2 separate regions of the Gossypium hirsutum genome follow, and region 2 is linked to region 1. A link is a contact called in public Hi-C data. All regions are on one chromosome and are shown on one strand. Each heading gives the region's core, a stretch centred on a gene start, on an enhancer-like site or on the middle of the called end of the contact. The rest is flanking DNA. Distances are from core to core; before and after follow the strand shown. Region 1 holds the start of LOC107888713 (glycerol-3-phosphate dehydrogenase [NAD(+)]). Region 2 has its middle 74 kb from the start of LOC121207271.

The links. Hi-C and Micro-C count contacts between places; a contact is called where the count stands out from the background.
Region 2: a contact with region 1 is called in a Hi-C map of leaf, with 2.4 times the contacts expected there. The contact joins the enhancer-like site here to the promoter of LOC107888713 in region 1. A contact is called at or near these places in 2 of 34 Hi-C or Micro-C datasets (both in leaf).

Annotation. Positions count from the first base shown.
Region 1 is chrA09:12,017,209-12,020,214 of Gossypium_hirsutum_v2.1, reverse strand. LOC107888713 (glycerol-3-phosphate dehydrogenase [NAD(+)]) reads left to right here and starts at 1,474. Exons shown (of 11, transcript XM_016812893.2): 1 at 1,474-2,346; 2 at 2,586-2,662; 3 at 2,755-2,827; 4 at 2,960-3,006. The coding sequence starts at 2,016. It overlaps LOC107888714 (pectate lyase), which reads left to right. Exons shown (of 3, transcript XM_016812894.2): 2 at 1-346; 3 at 433-940. The coding sequence ends at 657.
Region 2 is chrA09:12,150,379-12,153,384 of Gossypium_hirsutum_v2.1, reverse strand. No RefSeq gene overlaps it. Among protein-coding and RNA genes, the nearest start is that of LOC121207271, 74 kb to the right of the region's middle. Within about 2 kb of position 1,469, at least 1 of the 9 cell types and tissues checked has an H3K27ac peak or open chromatin away from gene starts, as enhancers often do. A contact at or near this core is called in leaf, where this site is marked.

The DNA of each region.
Region 1 (3,006 bases), core at 225-2,724:
TGACCATTGTTCATTGTCGAATTGTCATGATGGACTCATCGATGTCATCCATGGATCCACCGCCGTGACTATATCAAACAACTACATGACCCATCATGATAAAGTCATGCTTTTGGGCCACAGTGATTCCTATATGCAAGATAAAAACATGCAAGTCACTGTTGCCTTTAACCATTTCGGGGAAGGTCTAATTCAAAGAATGCCAAGGTGTAGACTTGGATATTTCCATGTGGTGAACAACGATTACACTCATTGGGAAATGTACGCCATTGGTGGCAGTGCAAACCCTACTATCAACAGCCAAGGAAACAGGTTTCTAGCACCCAATGATAGATCAAAGAAGGAGGTAATTAATTTTCAAAGTCCTCATTAGCACGAGTTAACTCATATATATCACCATTTTCACACTACCATATGTAATGATTTTTGTAGGTGACCAAGCATGAGAATGCACCAGAGAGTGAATGGAAACGCTGGAACTGGAGATCCGAAGGAGACTTGATGTTGAATGGAGCCTTTTTCAGGCAAACCGGTGCTTCTGGTGCATCTTCAACCTTTGCTAGGGCTTCGAGCCTTAGTGCTAGACCATCTTCTCTTGTGGGTACAATGACAATGACTGCTGGTGCACTCAAATGTAGAAGGGGTTCCCACTGCTAGTTTTAAACTTATAATTAGCAGTTTAATTATAATTTAGTCTTTTTGTTTCTTTTAAGAATGTAATGAAACGACGAACTCTGCATGTTGCCTGAAATTGAACACAACATGGATTAATCATTAATCCTATACAGTTAATTTGTAGTAATTTTCTGTATTGATAGATCAACAAAGCATGCAACTGCAGTTTAGGGTTGCTTTTATGTAATCTGCTATAAGTGGCAAAAGTGTACTTTTTCATGAAAGTGATTGTCATTATTGATAAGGGAGAATTTTGCTTGTTTTATCTACATAATGTTTTCAGTTTGGACTGAAGGTATGGTAATTCTCCTATAAAAAGTATATATTTTATATCTCTTAAATGTTTTCATGGATAAAAAGTCAAACCAAAGCATTAATTATAAATGTTGTGAGCGTTTGGATAATTGTCACCGAAAAAAGTAAATGCTTTTGAAGTACCAAAATGTCAACGCAAACAAACCCAATTAATGATCAATTAATATATTCTTTGTCGTTGGAAATATTAAAATATAGAATTTTACTAATAAAAACTTAATAATAATAGTAATAGTATTCCTTAAAAAATTAATAATAGTAATAACCAAAAATGAAAAACCTTAATTTGGAAAATTAATAATAGTAATAATCATGCGATCTAGTTTTGATGTGTGAAACAAACAATGGCTTATGGGAAGAAAATTTTCATATAAAAAGGAGCAACTAAAAGCCATGTTTTGGGCGTAAATCATGGAGAAACTGAATATCTGAGCTAGACCGCAATGTGATTGAGTAGAGTGGGAATGCGAGACAGGATCTCCCGCATGCACTCATAGCTTCAAGCTTTTTGGTATGTTTATTACATTGTGATTAATTAAAGTCAGTCACTGTCTCAAACATTTGCAAATGCCAATTGCAATTTACCAAACTTCTATCTCATATCATCTTCTTGCAGACCTTTGCTTTTACCATGAATATCAAGTATCTCTCTATCTATCTCTATCTATTGACCCAACCAGTTTTGGGCTAAAATATATTGACCCATTAGAAAATGGGTCTAAGATATTTCTATATTGAAATGGACCCAAGCCAAGTTCCACGACGGTTTTTGTTCTTTGGATCATAGCCTTCATTGGTTTCACTTTCATTTTTATTCACTGATAAATTGCCAAAACAACCATGTCATTACAAAATTACTCTGCAAAGTAAGGTCCAAACTTGCACTAGTTTTGACTTGGAAAGAAAACCCGAAGGAAGAAAGCAAAAGCAGCATAGAGTAGATCGCCAACTTCAACAAATGAAAGCATAAAAGAGAACTTTGTTTCATTGTTTGTGACGACAACGTGTCTGTCATCTCCGCCCTCATGCGCTTTCATTTCCCCTTATATTCTTCTTCCTCTTTCTCCCTCGTTTCTAACTTCACTTTCATTTCTTCATTGCCACTCATCTTTTCTTCCTCCCATTTCTCCACTTTCATTTCAATGGCTCCTGCTTTTGAACCTGTCTCTCCCCCACACCAAGAAGCTGAACCCCAAACTGCAACACCCCATCACACTGACACTGTAAACAATTTTGGGAATGATGGTCAAGTTGTTGGCTCTAAATCAAAGGTCACTGTTGTTGGTAGTGGTAATTGGGGTAGTGTTGCTGCTAAGCTCATTGCTTCTAACACTCTCAAGCTCAACTCTTTTCATGGTATTTCTCTACCCTTCACTCATCTTTTTGTTTCTTGCATGATTATCTGTTTCTTTCAATGATTTAGAAAGCGGGGAAAAGCTCACCAAAGATGTTAACTTGTGAGATTCATATGGTGGAATGATGAAAAAGATTACTTAACTGTGTTTAGAAGTATTGAGATTTGATAATACTAAGTGGAAGTTTTTATGGTTTTAGATTTGGAATTGAATTGCAATTTGTTCTAATGAAAAATCCAGATGAAGTGAGGATGTGGGTATTTGAGGAGACATTGCAAACGGGTGAGAAGCTTACAGATGTCATTAACAAAACTAATGTGAGCACTTGAAAACATTCATTTTCTGTCCATTTGTTTATTTTCTTGTAGATTTTCTCAACCTGTAAGTGGACTTGCTTTTGTTTCACTAGGAAAATGTTAAATACCTTCCTGGTATTAAGCTCGGCAAAAATGTCATTGCGGATCCAGACCTCGATAATGCAGGTAATCAATTTCCCTTTTTTTCTTTACATTTCTGGTACCCCTTTTGCTTCATTTAGATTCTTGAATGCTTGTAGTTAGGGTAGCTAGGGATAGATGTTCACTTTGTTTACGGTTGAAATCGAAATTCTGCAGTAAAAGATGCAAACATGTTGGTCTTTGTGACCCCTCATCAATTTATG
Region 2 (3,006 bases), core at 220-2,719, 130 kb before region 1:
AGCTTGATTTTTAAATTTTTAATTTTTCACTGTGACAAAAACTGTTTTAAAGTCAGATTTTTTTTCCAACAATCTCTTGGGTTCAATCCTTGCAATGCTCTAAGTGTTACATTGTAACACTTATAATATTACAACTGACTTGTCACACTTGCTGTCAAAGTCGCTTTTAATTCTCTATATTTTGTGCTAAGTCTCTACTCAGTGAACGAACATCGACATACGCAGTCACCTCTAAGTCCTCCTCTTGAGAATTTAGATTGTAAACACAACTTATTTACACTTTAATTGCAATGAAAAAATATGTTCCTCGATGAATAAATAAATGCTCTCAATATTCCATACATAAACCAATACAAACCTCTCAAATAAATAAACATTCGAGACTTGCTTACATTCTAGAGATCAACTTTAATCCCTATTTAATAGCAAGATACAATGTATTAATTAAGTTCAATATAAAATAGAATACTTGGAAATATGTATTTAATGTAGTCCTGGTGCAATCTTCATATTTCAAGGGATTCGATTGCTTGATTTGATTCGATCCAATCTAATTTTCAAAGATTTGTTGCTTCACGAGATGGATTTGTAAATATGGGTCAGCACACAACTACAAAATCATTTAATTCATTGCCCAAATGATTTGGTTGAAAAGATTTCCAACTCCAGATAATACAAGTTATGTTGCCAGTCGAAGTGTTAGGTGAAGTGGCTACTTTCGGCTAGCACTTTGATAGCCACTTCAAAAACACTTGCCTTCTTTATAAAGGTTGATCAGGCCTTCCATATTTAGAGTACAAAACCATCTTCACAAGGTAAGCTTTACTCCATCTTGATTTGTCTAAATCTCATCAAATCAATTGTCATATAATTATAAAAAATATATATCATAAAGTCAGTCCATATATTCTTAGATTGCATATATCAGTGTACAAGGTAGGTAGATCACGTAAGAATTCTTTAAAAATAATCTTACTTGATTCAGTCTTTTCTCAAATGATAAACACAAGATTAGATGCAAAATCCTCAAAAAGAGACAAGCAAATCATCAAAATATTTTGATCAAATATGTCAACAAATAAACAAGTTATATGTCTAGCACAATATTAACCGAAGTCAGCACAATATTAATATGGTTAAATAGTTTAATTTAGTTTGGTTAATGAATAGATTTTATTTTTAATGTAATCATAAAATAAAAAAATAAAAAAAGAATATTAATTGGTCAAAAATAAAAATATTAAAAATTTATTTAAAACATTAAAACTTTGTACCAATTAGTTATTATACATCAATATAAATTCATATTAGTTGAGACAGACCAAAACACCAAAATAATAAAAACATACCAGAATTCAAAACAAAAATAAAGAAACTTATATAATTTGATACCGGTATAGGCCAGAAGCGACATATACATACGGAACGCCAAAGACATGATCTGTACGAGGCCATCCCAGCCGTTAACTTTTACCCATATATTCCCAGGTTTATACGAGTGTAATTATTATATTGTATGCAAGAGGAAAGTGTAGGTGAAAGTGAAGTGTCCTTTTTTTTATTGCAACATTATTGTTATCATATAAAGCCCTCCGTAAAAGTAACTGACAGAGAAGGGGGGAAAGTGTCGGTGGAGAGTGCCCCCTTTTTTTTTCCTTTTTAATACAACATTATATTATTAGATCCAGAATTCATCTTTTTCTTGTTCTAAAATTAAATGATGAAAATCAGAACATTTACCTGTTTTAAAATAATTATGTCTAGTCTGAATCCAATTTGAGGATATGCTTTTATTTTTCATATATTACAAAATATTTTTATTTATATTTATATTTAAGGTTTAGATAAGATTTATAGGGCCGAGCGGTCAGTCCAACCCATAGAGATTTCTATTAGTCACTTTAAGAGCTTCGCTAATATGAACCTTGAGGTTAACAATGGCTTGGACCAAGGGTCTCTTCTGTTAAACAGGATACATAGTTTTAAAAGTATAAAAACTAAGGGTACGATTGTTTTATTTAGAATAATTTTCAAAAAATGATTTTTTAAAAAGTTGTATTTTTTTTGTGTTTGGATGAATTTATATAAAATATTTTCTATTATTTGACAGATTTCTTAAAAATATTTTATAAAATTTGTTTTCAATGAAACGAATATACATTCGAGATTTTTTTATCTTTTAATTATTTAATTGAGTTTATTTTATATCTATAATTTTATATTTTACATTATTTTTGCATGTATTTAAAATATTTTGTTAAATTTAGGTTCATTACAACGTCATTTTTTAGTTGCATGATTACCAAGTGAATTTTTTTATTTAAAAATGTGATATCAACAAATTTGACAAAAAAATTTAACAATATCAACAATTGGACTTGATTTTCAAATTTGAAAAGTAAAGGGACTAAATTCTAATAAAAGGACAGAGACTAAATTGCAAATTTGTGAAGAGTATATAGAGACTTATGATAGATTTTAACCTTTATACTTCAAAACATTTATTATTAATATATTTATAAGTGTAATAAATATTTATTATTATTTTTAGAAAATATTTTAAAATATTAATATTGAATATTTTCAATAAAATGTGATGAATATTATTTAAAATTATTATTTTTAACATTTATTATTAAATAAATTTGAAATATTTGTTAAAATAATAAATTATATTAATGCTTTATTATATGACTAAATATAAATAATTAAATAGGTATGTTTGATAATATTGAAAAATATAATATTTTATATTAATATTTTAAATATTTTTAAAAATAAAAATAAAATTTATTTTTAATATAATAATGTCAAGCTTGATTTAAGCTGATTTTTATATAAAAATAAAATTATCTATATTGGAGCTCTTTACCGGAAAATGACTTACGTTTTTCAAAAGGGAATTCATTTTACAGGAAAAATAACTTATTTTACGTTGATTTGTAAGTCATTTTTTGGAGACCAAATTGTTTTCTGTGAAACAAATACAGGAAAATGCAAAAAACA